Regions from separate parts of the Mus musculus genome. Here regions 1 and 2 are each linked to region 3. A link is a contact called in public ChIA-PET and HiChIP or PLAC-seq data. All regions are on one chromosome and are shown on one strand. Each heading gives the region's core, a stretch centred on a gene start, on an enhancer-like site or on the middle of the called end of the contact. The rest is flanking DNA. Distances are from core to core; before and after follow the strand shown. Region 1 overlaps Dip2c (disco interacting protein 2 homolog C). Region 2 has its middle 87 kb from the start of Wdr37. Region 3 has its middle 87 kb from the start of Larp4b.

Evidence for each region. ChIA-PET counts read pairs in DNA pulled down with a chosen protein or histone mark. HiChIP or PLAC-seq counts read pairs in DNA pulled down with a chosen protein or histone mark.
Region 1: an H3K27ac HiChIP or PLAC-seq map of microglia shows a contact between it and region 3, with 5 times the contacts expected there. The contact joins two enhancer-like sites. A contact is called at or near these places in 1 of 15 datasets of contacts at CTCF or cohesin (the NIH/3T3 cell line), 1 of 484 Hi-C or Micro-C datasets (bone marrow-derived macrophages), 5 of 115 datasets of contacts at active chromatin or transcription factors (bone marrow-derived macrophages, embryonic stem cells, microglia and 1 more) and 2 of 9 other capture datasets (embryonic stem cells and liver).
Region 2: an RNA polymerase II ChIA-PET map of memory CD8 T cells shows a contact between it and region 3, with 7 read pairs. The contact joins two enhancer-like sites. A contact is called at or near these places in 1 of 15 datasets of contacts at CTCF or cohesin (embryonic stem cells), 2 of 484 Hi-C or Micro-C datasets (both in embryonic stem cells) and 1 of 115 datasets of contacts at active chromatin or transcription factors (memory CD8 T cells).

Annotation. Positions count from the first base shown.
Region 1 is chr13:9,503,026-9,507,296 of GRCm38.p6, forward strand. Dip2c (disco interacting protein 2 homolog C) reads left to right here. Exons shown (of 37, transcript NM_001081426.2): 3 at 3,554-3,664. Among named protein-coding and RNA genes, the nearest start is that of Gm36423, 170 kb to the right of the region's middle. Within about 2 kb of position 1,621, at least 8 of the 459 cell types and tissues checked have an H3K27ac peak or open chromatin away from gene starts, as enhancers often do. A contact at or near this core is called in microglia, where this site is marked.
Region 2 is chr13:8,782,259-8,786,339 of GRCm38.p6, forward strand. No RefSeq gene overlaps it. Among named protein-coding and RNA genes, the nearest start is that of Wdr37, 87 kb to the right of the region's middle. Within about 2 kb of position 1,598, at least 19 of the 459 cell types and tissues checked have an H3K27ac peak or open chromatin away from gene starts, as enhancers often do. A contact at or near this core is called in memory CD8 T cells, where this site is marked.
Region 3 is chr13:9,178,828-9,182,656 of GRCm38.p6, forward strand. No RefSeq gene overlaps it. Among named protein-coding and RNA genes, the nearest start is that of Larp4b, 87 kb to the left of the region's middle. Within about 2 kb of position 1,609, at least 84 of the 459 cell types and tissues checked have an H3K27ac peak or open chromatin away from gene starts, as enhancers often do. A contact at or near this core is called in memory CD8 T cells and microglia, where this site is marked.

The DNA.
Region 1 (4,271 bases), core at 371-2,870, 320 kb after region 3:
GGCTCGATAGATGCCCCAGTGTAGGGGAACTGAGGGCAGGGAGGTGGAAGAGGGTGGGTGGGTGGAGGAACACCCTCAGGGGGCGGGAGGATGGGATAGGGAGTTGGGGGGGGGTGCGGGAAAGGGGATAACATTTGAAATGTAAATAAAGAAAATATCCAATTTTTTAAAAAGAAAAAAAAAGGCTTTTGAACAGTTCCTACTCTCAGTTTTTCTTTCTTGTGTGTATGATCCCTTTCCTTTTGAATATCTTGCTCACTACTCTACAGGCTTTATAAGTTTTAATTTCATCATTGAAAAAAGAACCACCTTGATATTCCAGGTCCATATGCCCTGGTACCTGTGACCTTGGTCAAGTTCCTTAAGTTTTCCAAGACCTGGCCTTTCCCTCTGTATTTGAAAACACTAACAGTCCCACTGTCTTCTAGAATTTCAGCAGTTTTTGGATCACACTGCAGTCCCTAATTTTACTGTAGCTGTAATTAAGAAATTATCTAGAAAGTAAAAAGTGCTTGTTGTATGGTTAGATAAGACATTTTCTACCTTTACTGTGCACTAAAACAGAAGAGGACACCACATAACGAAAAATTGAAACTTCATTCTGACATGGTGACAGGTTCAGTTCCATAGAGTTAAATACTCAATTGTTGATTTTTTTTTTTCTGTTTGAATATACCAGTTTGAATCTTTGTTGGGACAAAGTAAGATAAAATATAATGAATTAAATATTGACTCAAATACTATTTTTAAGCATTTTTTTCCAGCAGCCCATTGGAGCTCTTCTGCCTAGCTGAATCAACTTCTCTTTGAAAACATGTGTAGTAAACTGCATTTCCAATCCATAAAAGCAAGTGTCCAAAGTTACCTTACTGATAATTCCCATAGAAGGCTCATCAATCAACTAGGCAGTAGTCTTGACTCTTCTGGATCTCAAGAAGAGGTGAAGGGTGAAAGTGGTTCTGAAGAGGCTTATATTCATGAACTAGATAGGAAAGCCGTATTCACAGCACTGGGATTTACAGTTGGTGAATTTGGCAACTTGGAAATATGTTTACCTCTGCTGCTCCTGTCTGTTCCAAAATGCCAGTCAGTATGTAGCAAGAGAACATGAGAAACAATGACAAGTGCTAAAATGTGAAGGAGAGGCAAAGTGAGAACCACTACACTTGGGTACAGTCTCGACATCCTGGGTATCCCTCAGCAAAGACCTGAAAGAAGGAACCTGTGGGAAATGGCCACCTCTGCCCAGTCCTCATGAACATGCATACTCTCCAAGAAATGAAAGCTAACACGGCTCCATGTTTGGGCATAACAGGCAAGTCCTGCAGCCAAAGGTACTCTCTCAGAGCACTTACAGTGTCCTGAAAATAGTCTCAGCCACAGAGGCATTTCCTCAAGGCACGGGACACTCGAGATCTCTTCTAGGGGCAAACAATCAATCAAAATAAACGATCTATCTGAAAGAGGTCTGTTAGTGTTCTGCCACAAGAAGAGAACTAACTTGCAGCTCCTTAAGAGAAAATAAAGGGGAAATGATGAAACTTGTCAGAGGAGAGACAGTGTAAAGATTATAGCATTGTCTGAAGTGTAGCTCTTCTCAGTTGATGTCTTTTGGCAGGGATGAGGGAGGGGAAGTACCCATTTCTATTTAAGGACGGCCACTGAGAGTTTGACAGTGTGCCAGTGGGTTTATAAATAACACAAATTGGACTTGTTTTTATATTTCTATGTTTTATTCTTATTTTTACTTTTTTTTTTTTTTTTTTTTTTTTTTTTTTTTTTTTTGGATGGGAGAGGTCACAAAGGTGAGAGGAAGGGAAGGGAAGACCTGAGGAGTGAGTGTGATTGGGGTGCATGATGTGAATTTCCCGGAGAATCAGTAAAAATGTTATTAAAAAAAAGATTATAGCATCATAATGATGCACTTTTGGGAAAAACAAAAATGAAACACAAAAAGTAAATAGTGAGGTTTACCTAGAATTCCTAGACCCACACCAGTTACACTAGAAAGACAACCTTTGGGACACCCAAGGCCTCCATGTGTTATTTCTCTGTTATCTTTTCTGAAGAAGCTACTTGCAGTATCTCTTTAAAAGATGAAGAGAATTTGAAAATCTTCTCTTCATCTTTTAAAGAGGTGTGGAGGGGAGGGTATGGGGGACTTTTGGGATAGCATTTGAAATGTAAATGAAGAAAATACCTAATAAAAATAATTTTAAAAAAAAGATGAAGAGAAGAAAGACATGGAAGGATTCAAGGAACCAGTGACCTAAAATAATGCCAAACCAAAGCAAGTTCAGGATGAAAGGGATCCTAAACGGCGCCACAGATCCAATGACTCAGGTCGTTCATTAGCAGAGGAAGGGTCTCCACGTACACTTTAGTAAAAACTAACAGAGTGAGATGAAGAACCTAGTGGTAACTAGGTTGTGGGCTTTTTTGACCAGGGAGGAAAAGTATGAGAAGGGTCTGTTTTTATTTTGTTTTTCAGTTGGGGTGTTTTGAAATTATTGGCAAATAGGTACATTGAAAGGATGACAATGAGGAGAAAGGTCTAAATGTTAATCCCAGAGACTACGTTAGTCACATTTGGATGAGTTTGTTGTTTCATCATTTCAACGCAGTCCTGGTCTTGGATGAGGTAGAAACTGGTGGATGGAGAGAAGCCTGCTGCTGGAGGAGTCAGGGCTGTACATCAAGGTGTGGATGTCAGCCTGCCTGATGCAGAGCTTCCTGCCTTCATAAGGTTGACATAGTACAAGGGATACTGAGACAGGCTCATGTAAGAGAGCCGGTTGTCTGTTACTGAAATACAGGGACTTTTTTTTTTTTTTCTTTCGAGACAGGGTTTCTCTGTGTAGCCCTGGCTGTCCTGGAACTCACTTTGTAAACCAGGCTGGCCTCGAACTCAGAAATCTGCCTGCCTCTGCCTCCCAAGTGCTGGGATTAAAGGCGTGTGCCACCACGCCTGGCTATTTTTTTTTTTTTCATAGCTCATGTTTTATGTCTGTTTTCTTCTAGCTATTAGTGGTCTTTTCTAAAGAAACATTATCATTAGTACTCAGTGGGAGCAAGTTCTTTCTGCCTAAACTGTAAAGATGGACTCTTTCCTGTACTACTAAGTCTCAGCTACGTTGTGCTCCTTGGTGCTGTGTTACATCAGTAATTGATAGTCCAAGTTCACATACAAATAATCTGTAAAGTTTATTTTAAAGTTGACTTCAGTAATACTTATAATTTAAAATTTCTCAGGTCATTCTGTTTATTCTTAATCATCATCATCATCCTGTCTTGGGCTTCATGCTTCTTCCATGCTTTGTTGGGCATTATGACAAGACAAAACACTTGCCTCTACCCTGTCCACAATTGAAAGAACTCTGAGGCTCAGCCTTGCATATGTCTTACCTTCTGTTGATCATCCCAGGCTTCTCAGTCCCCGCTGCTCTAATAGGTGATAGGAATGAAATGAGTGAATATTTATTGTAACTAAGTTCCCTTAGCTTAGCTGCTGAGAACAGCCTCCTGCTCACCCTGCTGTTTTACCTTATTCTAGGAGTGGACCAAGCTCTGCCTCAAGAGCGACGGGCGCCTGTCACTCCTTCCTCAGCTTCTCGATACCACCGCCGAAGGTCCTCAGGGTCTCGAGATGAACGTTATCGGTCAGGTAAGGAACTGTATGGAGGCTCTGGACTCACTGTACTCGGGTCTGTCACCATGCATGAATTGGCTGCGCCTTTCATTGGCTATGAGGCACAAGCTTAGGACACTTAGACTTTGCATAGGTGAAGCTCTAACTTATGTACCAATGTGTGCTATACGATAACCATTCAGTACATAGCTGCTCTTTCATGTTTGGTAATATAATAACTGTTACTTCTTTAAATACTTGTTATCTGTAAAGAGATAAGTAGGTACCTTAACAGTGAGTTTGTACACATGACTTAGGGTTTTATTGCTGTAAAGAGACACCATGACTATAGCAAATCTTATAAAGGAAAACATTTCATTGGGATTGGCTTACAGGTGAGAGGTTTAGCCCATTATCAGCATGCTCGGAAGCAGGGCAGCATACAGGCAGACATGGTGATGGAGAAGTAGCTGAGAGTCCTACATCAGGATTGGCAGGTGGCAGGATGAGAAATGAACTACTAGGTCTGACTTGAGCTTCGGAGATCTCAAAGCCCACCGTATAGTGACACTTCCTCCAACAAGGCCACATGCACCCCAGCAAGGCCACACCTCCTAATGGTGCTACTCCCTATGAGCTTATG
Region 2 (4,081 bases), core at 348-2,847, 400 kb before region 3:
CGCAGAACTGTACATCAGGTGAGGACTTCCATTTACCCAGGAAGCCAGATCCGATTATAAACATAACTAAACATGAATAGCTGACAACACATGCATTCAGCGACTGTGTTTCCAGCCCAAAGAGTGTCTGAACATGCACACAAATAGACATATAATGTGTTGTTCATAACAGAAAGTCTGCAAATGTGTGCCCAGGACAAGGAAGACTCAATGGAGCGTTCATAAGAATGTTTGTGTTAAGAGCAGCTGGAGACAGAATTGTCTCCATCATGACCCCAGAGCAGCAGGACTTCCTTAGTGTTCCTGCCCCTCCACTGGGGGCCATGGGCTTAGGGATGCTGGTCCCTGCATTGGCACAGAATGCCTCCAGTCTGACATACAAAATCACCACGTACCACTCCACAGCTGACTCCACACTGAGTCATTTTTCAAAATAAAGCAAAGTGTCAGGCAGGTTTCCGAAATTCCCTCACAGGCCTGGCAAGCAATGACCCCAGGGACTCCTGAAGGTGTGGGGAGGAGGCCAGAGCAGGGGATGTGGACAAGCAGAGCCAGGACATTCTGAAGGTTGAAATTAATCACCAGATGGCCTCGGAAGCTCATTTTCCACACGCCACCAACAGGAGTCAAATTTCTCATGCAATCTCAGGAAGCAAAAACAAATGAGCACTGGAGTAGCTTGAGGTTCCCTGGAACAGTATTAAGCACCTCTGATACCTAAGGTCCTGTGCTTGTGGCTGGGAGGTAGAGACAGATGAGCAAGGCTACCTGTGGGTAGCACGGTGTTCTGCTGCAGAAAACAGCTCTGTGGGTTTTACAGACATGGAAGTCCTGAGAAAGAGTGACATCCATCTGCTGATTCTTGTGGTAGGTAATGCTCCTTCATCCATGATCCAGGTAAAGAGACCTTCACAGCCCTGTCACTAGAACACCAGAGAATTCTGCATCCCAGAGGGCTAGGGGGCTGAACTTGGCCAAACAGATAAAAAAAAAAAAAGGTCACCAGTGTGTTACAAGACCCTAAATTTTCTAGAAAAATCTGGAACAAAAGAGAATCACCATGATCATGGATGCCGGGAGTGCTGACTCAAGATGGGAATCCCAGGTTTGGGGAGACAGAGACAGGAGGATGCCTGAGTCTTACTGACCACCCTGCTCTAGCTCTGTGGATGAGGTCCAGGCCAATAAGAGAGATCCTATCTCAAAGGAGGTGGACGTTTACCTCCCGTAACTCCAGCTCCAGAGGATCCAATGCCTTCTTCCAGCCGTCAAGGACACCTGCACTCACACATACATACTGAAACACAGATGTACACACATACACAGGAATAAAAGTAGAATAATAAAAGACCCTATTGGGCAGTGGATATAGTGCTCCTTTAGTGGATGCATCTTGATGGTGAGGGAAAGCAAGGGGAGAGTGAGCAGATAGCCTTGGCCACTAGGAACCAGGGAAGAACAACAAACTCAAAGTTTCTCTCCTTAGGCTTCCCTGTGAGGCTGGTGGTTGCTTTTATCTCAGGTGGAGAGAGCAGTGTGGCAACACCCTCCCATCTTGTGTTTGTGTGATCCTATTTCCTTCTGTGGGTTAAAGCTCTTCTGTGGGTTATTTTTCTCACGGTTCCAACAAAAGCAACTTACAGAGGCAAGCGTTCGTGTACCCCACAGTCTGAGGGCACAGCCCATCATCATAAGGAAGATGTGAAGTCAGGTGCATGACGAAGCTGGTCGGTCACATTGCATCTGCAGTCAGAACCCCAGCCCGTGGGATAGCACTGCCCTCATTCAGCACGGGTTTCCCTCCTCCGTTAACTCTTTCTGACAACACCTTCACAGACACCCCCAGGGCTGTGTCTCCTAGCAGATTCTGGATTTAGTTGAGCGGATAGTGACACTAACCATCACAGACTCCAGAGCCTTTAGCTCCTCTGCACACTCCTTTCTGGCCTACCAACTGCGCTTAGATGAACATATGTGCTTAGATGCATAGGTGACTATCTATGGCCATCAGTTCTGTCTCACATGGATCCTAAATTTACACAGAAACAGACGACACAACGCAGAGGGCCTGTCCTGACATGGAAGCTCCCTTCTCAGAGTATAGCTGTAGCTAGATCTTAAAATGAAGTCTTCTCTTCTGGGGGAGAAGGCTAATTGACAGAGCATCACTGTGTAGCTCTGGCTTTCCTGGAACTTTCTCCCTCCTCCACCTCCTCAGGCCTTGCATTGCAGACGTGTGCCAGGCAGCCTGACTGAAGGCGTGTTTAAAGCCCTATTTCCAGTGTTTGCTGGCTACTGCGGAGGTAGCCACAGAAGACCTGAAGGTGGGGGGTTTGCACTCTGAAGCTCCACCTCCATCCTGTCTGTCTTCGTCCATTAAGGCCCACCTCGGCAGCCGTGTGAAGATGCAGCCGCTGTGCACCAAGTTCCCTGTGGGATGTGTTCCCACTACTCACCCTTAAGAGATAAGAAGAGAGGGAAATCAGCAAGATGACGCTCAGGATCTCTGCATACGGCTTAGGAGTTGCTCACTTAGCTGTCTGTTTTGACAGATAACAGAAGGGTTTTGAGGTTTTTTGTTGTTTTTTTTTTTTTTTCCTCCAGAAGGCATCCCATATGTAGGCTCAGAAAATGGCACTCTCCCCCTTGCAGTAAGAGAGTGCATATGCACACATGCATAAGCTAACACACCCGCTTTGTCAAACTTCTCCGAGGCAGCTTTGGAGAGAACATCGTTTCTCCATTACCCTTCTTAGGACAGATATCTGTTACCCATCACATCCTAAAAACAATCATCTGTTTATTAAGGGAAGCCATCACATGTGGTGGCAAGAGCGCTTGCCGGGCTCAGAAATGAAAACCACGCCATGGTTTTTGATGAATTTGTTCTGTGCTTCTAAACACGATGTGAAAAAAGTTAATGAGTGAGGTCCAGGTAAGCCTGAGGGGCTTCTCTAAATCAGTGCATCGAAAGTCCTAGCACATTCCCAACAGCTTTAAGAGCGCTTGTTGATGGGCATATTTCAAAGCAAACAACGCCGCTGCTCTGACAAGCCAATTATATTACCTTACAGTGCCTACAGGCACATAAATTATACACTAACATATTGTAACCTACTTCTAAGAAAGCGGTGGTTCTCCGGCAGACCTGGCAGCATGTCTGCCCTCTGGTGGGCTCTCAGGGAAATAGTCTGTCCCAACTGCACCATGCCCAGGGAGTTAACAGAAAGCCAAAAGTGTGAGTTCAGAGCCTCAGGGCAGTGATCCGCATGCAGAGATGATCTCAAGGGAAGCGGACCTCAGAGTCCGTAGATGTGTGAGTTTAGGCACCTTTTAAAAAACGTTTTAATTGTTTTACTTTATGATTATAACTGCTTTTCTAACATGTATGTATGTGTACTACACGTGTGCCTGGCATCCTCAGAAGTCAGAAAAGGGTGTTAGGTCCTCTGGAACTGGAGTTATGGATGTTCATGAGCCATTGTGTGGGTTCTAGGGACCGAACTCAGGTCCTCTGAAAGAGCAACAATTGCTCTGAATTGTACAGCCAACCCTCCAGCCCCGAACAACCAGAATCCTAAGCTTTTGTTCTAGCTGATGTTAGCCAGAAGCCAGGAAGAGATGGTGAATTCTCTCAGCCTTCCATAGCCCTCATTGTGGGCTCTGCCTGACAATCTGCCAAAAGTGGTAGACAATTTCAAATCTTCTGAAGTGGCCCAAACAAATCTATTGAGAGCTTTCCTCTTTCTATACCAAGTTGGTACTCTCAACAGTTATCAGAAAAGCCCTGCAAAGAACCCAGGACTTGAGCCATGAAACATTAGAAACACTGGTAGTTTTTTGAGACAGGGTTTCTCTGTATATCCCTGGCTGTCTTGGAACTCACTTTGTAGACCAAGCTGGCCTCGAACTCAGAAATCTGCCTGCCTCTGCCTCCCAAGTGCTGGGATTAAAGGCGGGCGCCACCACGTCCAGCCTTGTCAAGTTCTAAGCTAGCGAGAGTCCTTGTCTCAAAACTAAGGTGGATGGCATCTGAGAAATGACACACAGCATTGACCTCTGACCTCCACACATGAGGTAT
Region 3 (3,829 bases), core at 359-2,858:
TGAAAAACCTGGGTGGTCAGCAGTCCATTGTGTCTTCTCCCTGCAGACAGTAGAGGCCAGTGGTGTCCTCAGAGACCCTCCCCATGTCCCTGCCCTGCCACCTGCAGGTCAGCGTCTCAAAGATGCTGCAGCAGCATGAGTATACATTCCAAAACCTAGAGGGAGAATAGCTTGATGCATGGTTTTTAAACTAAGAACTGCCGCCCAAACTGCACATCTCATTGGTCAGAAAATGGACTCTTGGACCACTTAGGGCCACCCAGGGCTTTGATCACAATCAGGACCATTAAGAAAGAAGGACAACTGGGCTGGCTAGTCTCATGTCAACTTGACATACAAACTAAAGTTAACCGAAAGGAGGGTACCTCAATTGAGAAAATGCCTCCCTAAGATCTAGCTTTAAGGCATTTTTTAAAATTAGTGATCTGTTGGAGAGGGCCCAGCCATTGTGAGCGGTGCAATCGCTGGCCCGATGGTCCTGGGTTCTTTCCATAAGGAAGCAGGCTGAGTGATTCAGGGGAAGAAACCTAGTGAGCAGCACCCCTCCATGGCCTCTGCATCAGCTCTGCCCGCCCCGCCCCCCCCCCCCGGGGTTCTGATCTGATTTCCCTCGATGGTGGAACAGCAGTATGGAAGTGTAAGCCAAGTCAGTTCTTTCCTTCTCCAACTTGCCTTTTGTTGCAGCAATAAAAACCCTAATAGCCATCAGTATGCCCAGAACTGGTGTTGGAAGGTGCTCCAGGGTCGTGTCCCCCCCCCCCCCCCCGCGTCTTGCTGGTCCCCCAGCTGCCAGGTGCTCAGCTACTTACTGACAGGCCAACGTGATTTTAGCATAAACTTGATGCAATACATCTAAGGTATTACACTCCTCCACTCCTGCTCCGCCCCACACCCTCTCCCCACAAAAGCAGTATTTCCACCTGTATCCTTAACCATTCAGACATCTGAGGCATCCTGAGCCTGTTACTCCTTGGCCTTGGGCAAGCTCTGATTCTAGACCTCCAGAGACCACTCACCCACGTTCAGCACATCCATGCCTTACATGCCTTTAAAGGGTCTTCAGTTCCCTGCTCCTCCCAGCAGCCCAAGGATCCCCCCCCACCCCCCGCAGGCTGTGGCCTCCCCTTGCCTCAGCTCCTGGGGCACTCACAGAGTAACTGACTAGCAGAGATGGGAGCTGTCACCCACCCACCTCTGACTTCATCTCCAAACGCTTACCCCTTCTCCATCCACACTGCCGCGTCCCCTTCCACAAACATACCACATTGCCCCATAGCAAAGCCTCTGATCGTCCAACACCTTAGTTCAAATACCCCGCGACATGGCCGTGGTCCTCACAGAGGCTGGCAGCCTGCGCCCTGCCACACACCGTTTGGTTTATAGCTGCACTATCGTAACTTAAAACTCATCGCGTTGTTTACTTGTTTTTTATTAGAATCCCCAGAGTAATCAGCCATCTACTATCTTCTCCTAGTGTGTGAGGTATTCACGGTGTTGTGGTGAGAATATGAAATTCTCCTTTAGGGTCATTTCTTTGAACAGTACCCTGAGGGTGGTGGTTTTGGAGCCTTTAGGAGGCGGAGCTTCACTGGAGGAAGTAGGTTAAACTAGGAGCAGGCCTGGAGGTTTAAGCCTCCCTCCTTGTTCTCCGTCAGCTTCCTAACTGTTACCGGTATGACCGCTGCTTCCTGCTCCTGTGGCCGGGACTTCCCCGCCACCATGGACTGTATCGCCATTGAGCTTTAACTGGAGATCAACCCTCATGTTCCTAGCTTATGCTCTCGTTTCCAGGCAGCGTGGATTCCAGCCCAAGGAACAGTACTGCCCACATTTAGGACAATAACAATCGGTGCAGTCAATGCAGTCTAGAGACTTCCTTACAGACGCACCCAAAGCTCTCTCTCCTGGGTGGTTGTAGGTCCTGTCAAGTTGAAATAGAGATTTAATGGTATTCTTGACTAGACTAAGTAAACAAAATATTGTTTCCCATATATAGAGGATTGTCATGGTTAAGGAGCATGGGGTTCTAAAGTCCAGAGAGCCCCCTGATACCTGCAGTGTCTGCTCGTGCATCTGAGGTCAAGGAAAAAAATGGGTTAACGCCACCGAAAGCATCCACAAATTGTTTTTTAGAATCGGGGAAACCGGGTCTCACTCCTCTTAGACACACAAGGAGGTAGGTTCATCTCCAGTGGCAACCACAGAGTCCCTAAAGGGCCTGTGAGGGTAGGGACTCTTTCAGTGAAGCGCTCCCATGGGACAGAGGCCACCTTGATGACAAGGGATCGCCCAGCCAGAGTGGTCTGCAACACAGCCCCCAGCGTGGCATCTATGCTCACTGTCAGATGCACAGCAAAGCAAATGTCCTGCGTGTCAGATATGTGGTGATCACATGCTGCTCACACTGTTCCCTCGTGCTTTGGAAATTTCCGGAGTCAGCTCTGCCTCAGTGCCTCAGGACCTCTCCCTAACCTCAGGTCAGGACTCCAATAAACAGGCAGAGAGAGAGCAAAGGGCCCAGCCTCCCACTTCCTGCCTCCTTGACTATTTGCCCAGCCTAGGTCAGGTAGCCAAAGACCCATTTGTTGCTGTTTGTTAAGTTCAGCCAAAGCTTGTAATGAGGCTCAGTAGGGTTAAACTCTGTACTGTGATATAAACAGCACGAGCCCTGTGTACAAGTGTGCTCATCCCAGTAAAACATAGAAAATGCTGGTGAAATTAATGTCAAAAGACCTTATTTGATTTGGCAGGCTGAAATACAGCGATTCCAACATGCATTGGTATAAAACAGGTCCCGTTTTTTTTCTTAATGTTGCTGGGTTTTGTTTATTTAGTTGGTTGGTTGGGTGTTTTGTTTTTTGTTTTTGTTTGTTTTTTGTTTGTTTTAAGACAAAGTCTCATGTATCCCAGACTGGCTTCTAACTCACTATGTAATTAAACATGACCTTGAACTTCAAATCTCCCTGCTTCCAGATCCTGAGTACTGCAATTATAGACTTGGAAGCTGTGTGTGGTCCTGGGGACTCAACCCAGGGCTTCATGAATGCTAGGCGAGCATGTTATACCACTGAGTTATACCCCTCCTACAGCACCAGCCCAGAACAGTTTTTATTCTTTTAATTTTTTTCTAACACTGAAAACGTTTGAAATCTCTGGTGTATATAGAAACTTAAAGGACTTGATTTCTAAAGGTCCGCGTCCTGACGATGCAGTGTAGGACTCACCACCACACGGGGGTGCTCGATCCTCACCCTAAAGCACTCGAGGGAAGTCCCTTTGTTTGCAGCAAGAGAAGGTAGGAGGATCTCTTTTGTACTCTTGTTTAAAAGGCAAAGACACCGAGCTTGGTCTTGAGACAGCTTCATCCTTTTCCTCCTGGTGCTTGTAGAAGAAATTTGGCGAGAGTTCTTCAGAGACTGCCGGAGACCCTACTGCTCATGGATGTGAATATTTAGATAGATTAGATAGACAGACAGATAGATATAGACAGACAGACGGGTAGGTAGGTAGGTAGGATATATACACAAATATGTGATATATTTACATATATGTGATTTGTTCTTATTTTTAAGTTGAAAACATATCGTTTCATGCAATCTATTCAGACGACAGGTTTTCCCTCTGTCATTTTCTCCTCGGCTCTTCCCACCTTCGGGTGGCTTGGCCCTGGTCTTCTAAAGCCATTTCTCCTTTTTTTCAGGGCTACCCTGATGCCCAACTCATCTGCTCACACATCTTTCTTTCTCCCTTTAGAAAGCAAACAACAAACAAGCCTGATGGTGGTGGCCTTTAATCCCAGCACTCAGGAGGCAGAGGCAGGTGAATTTCT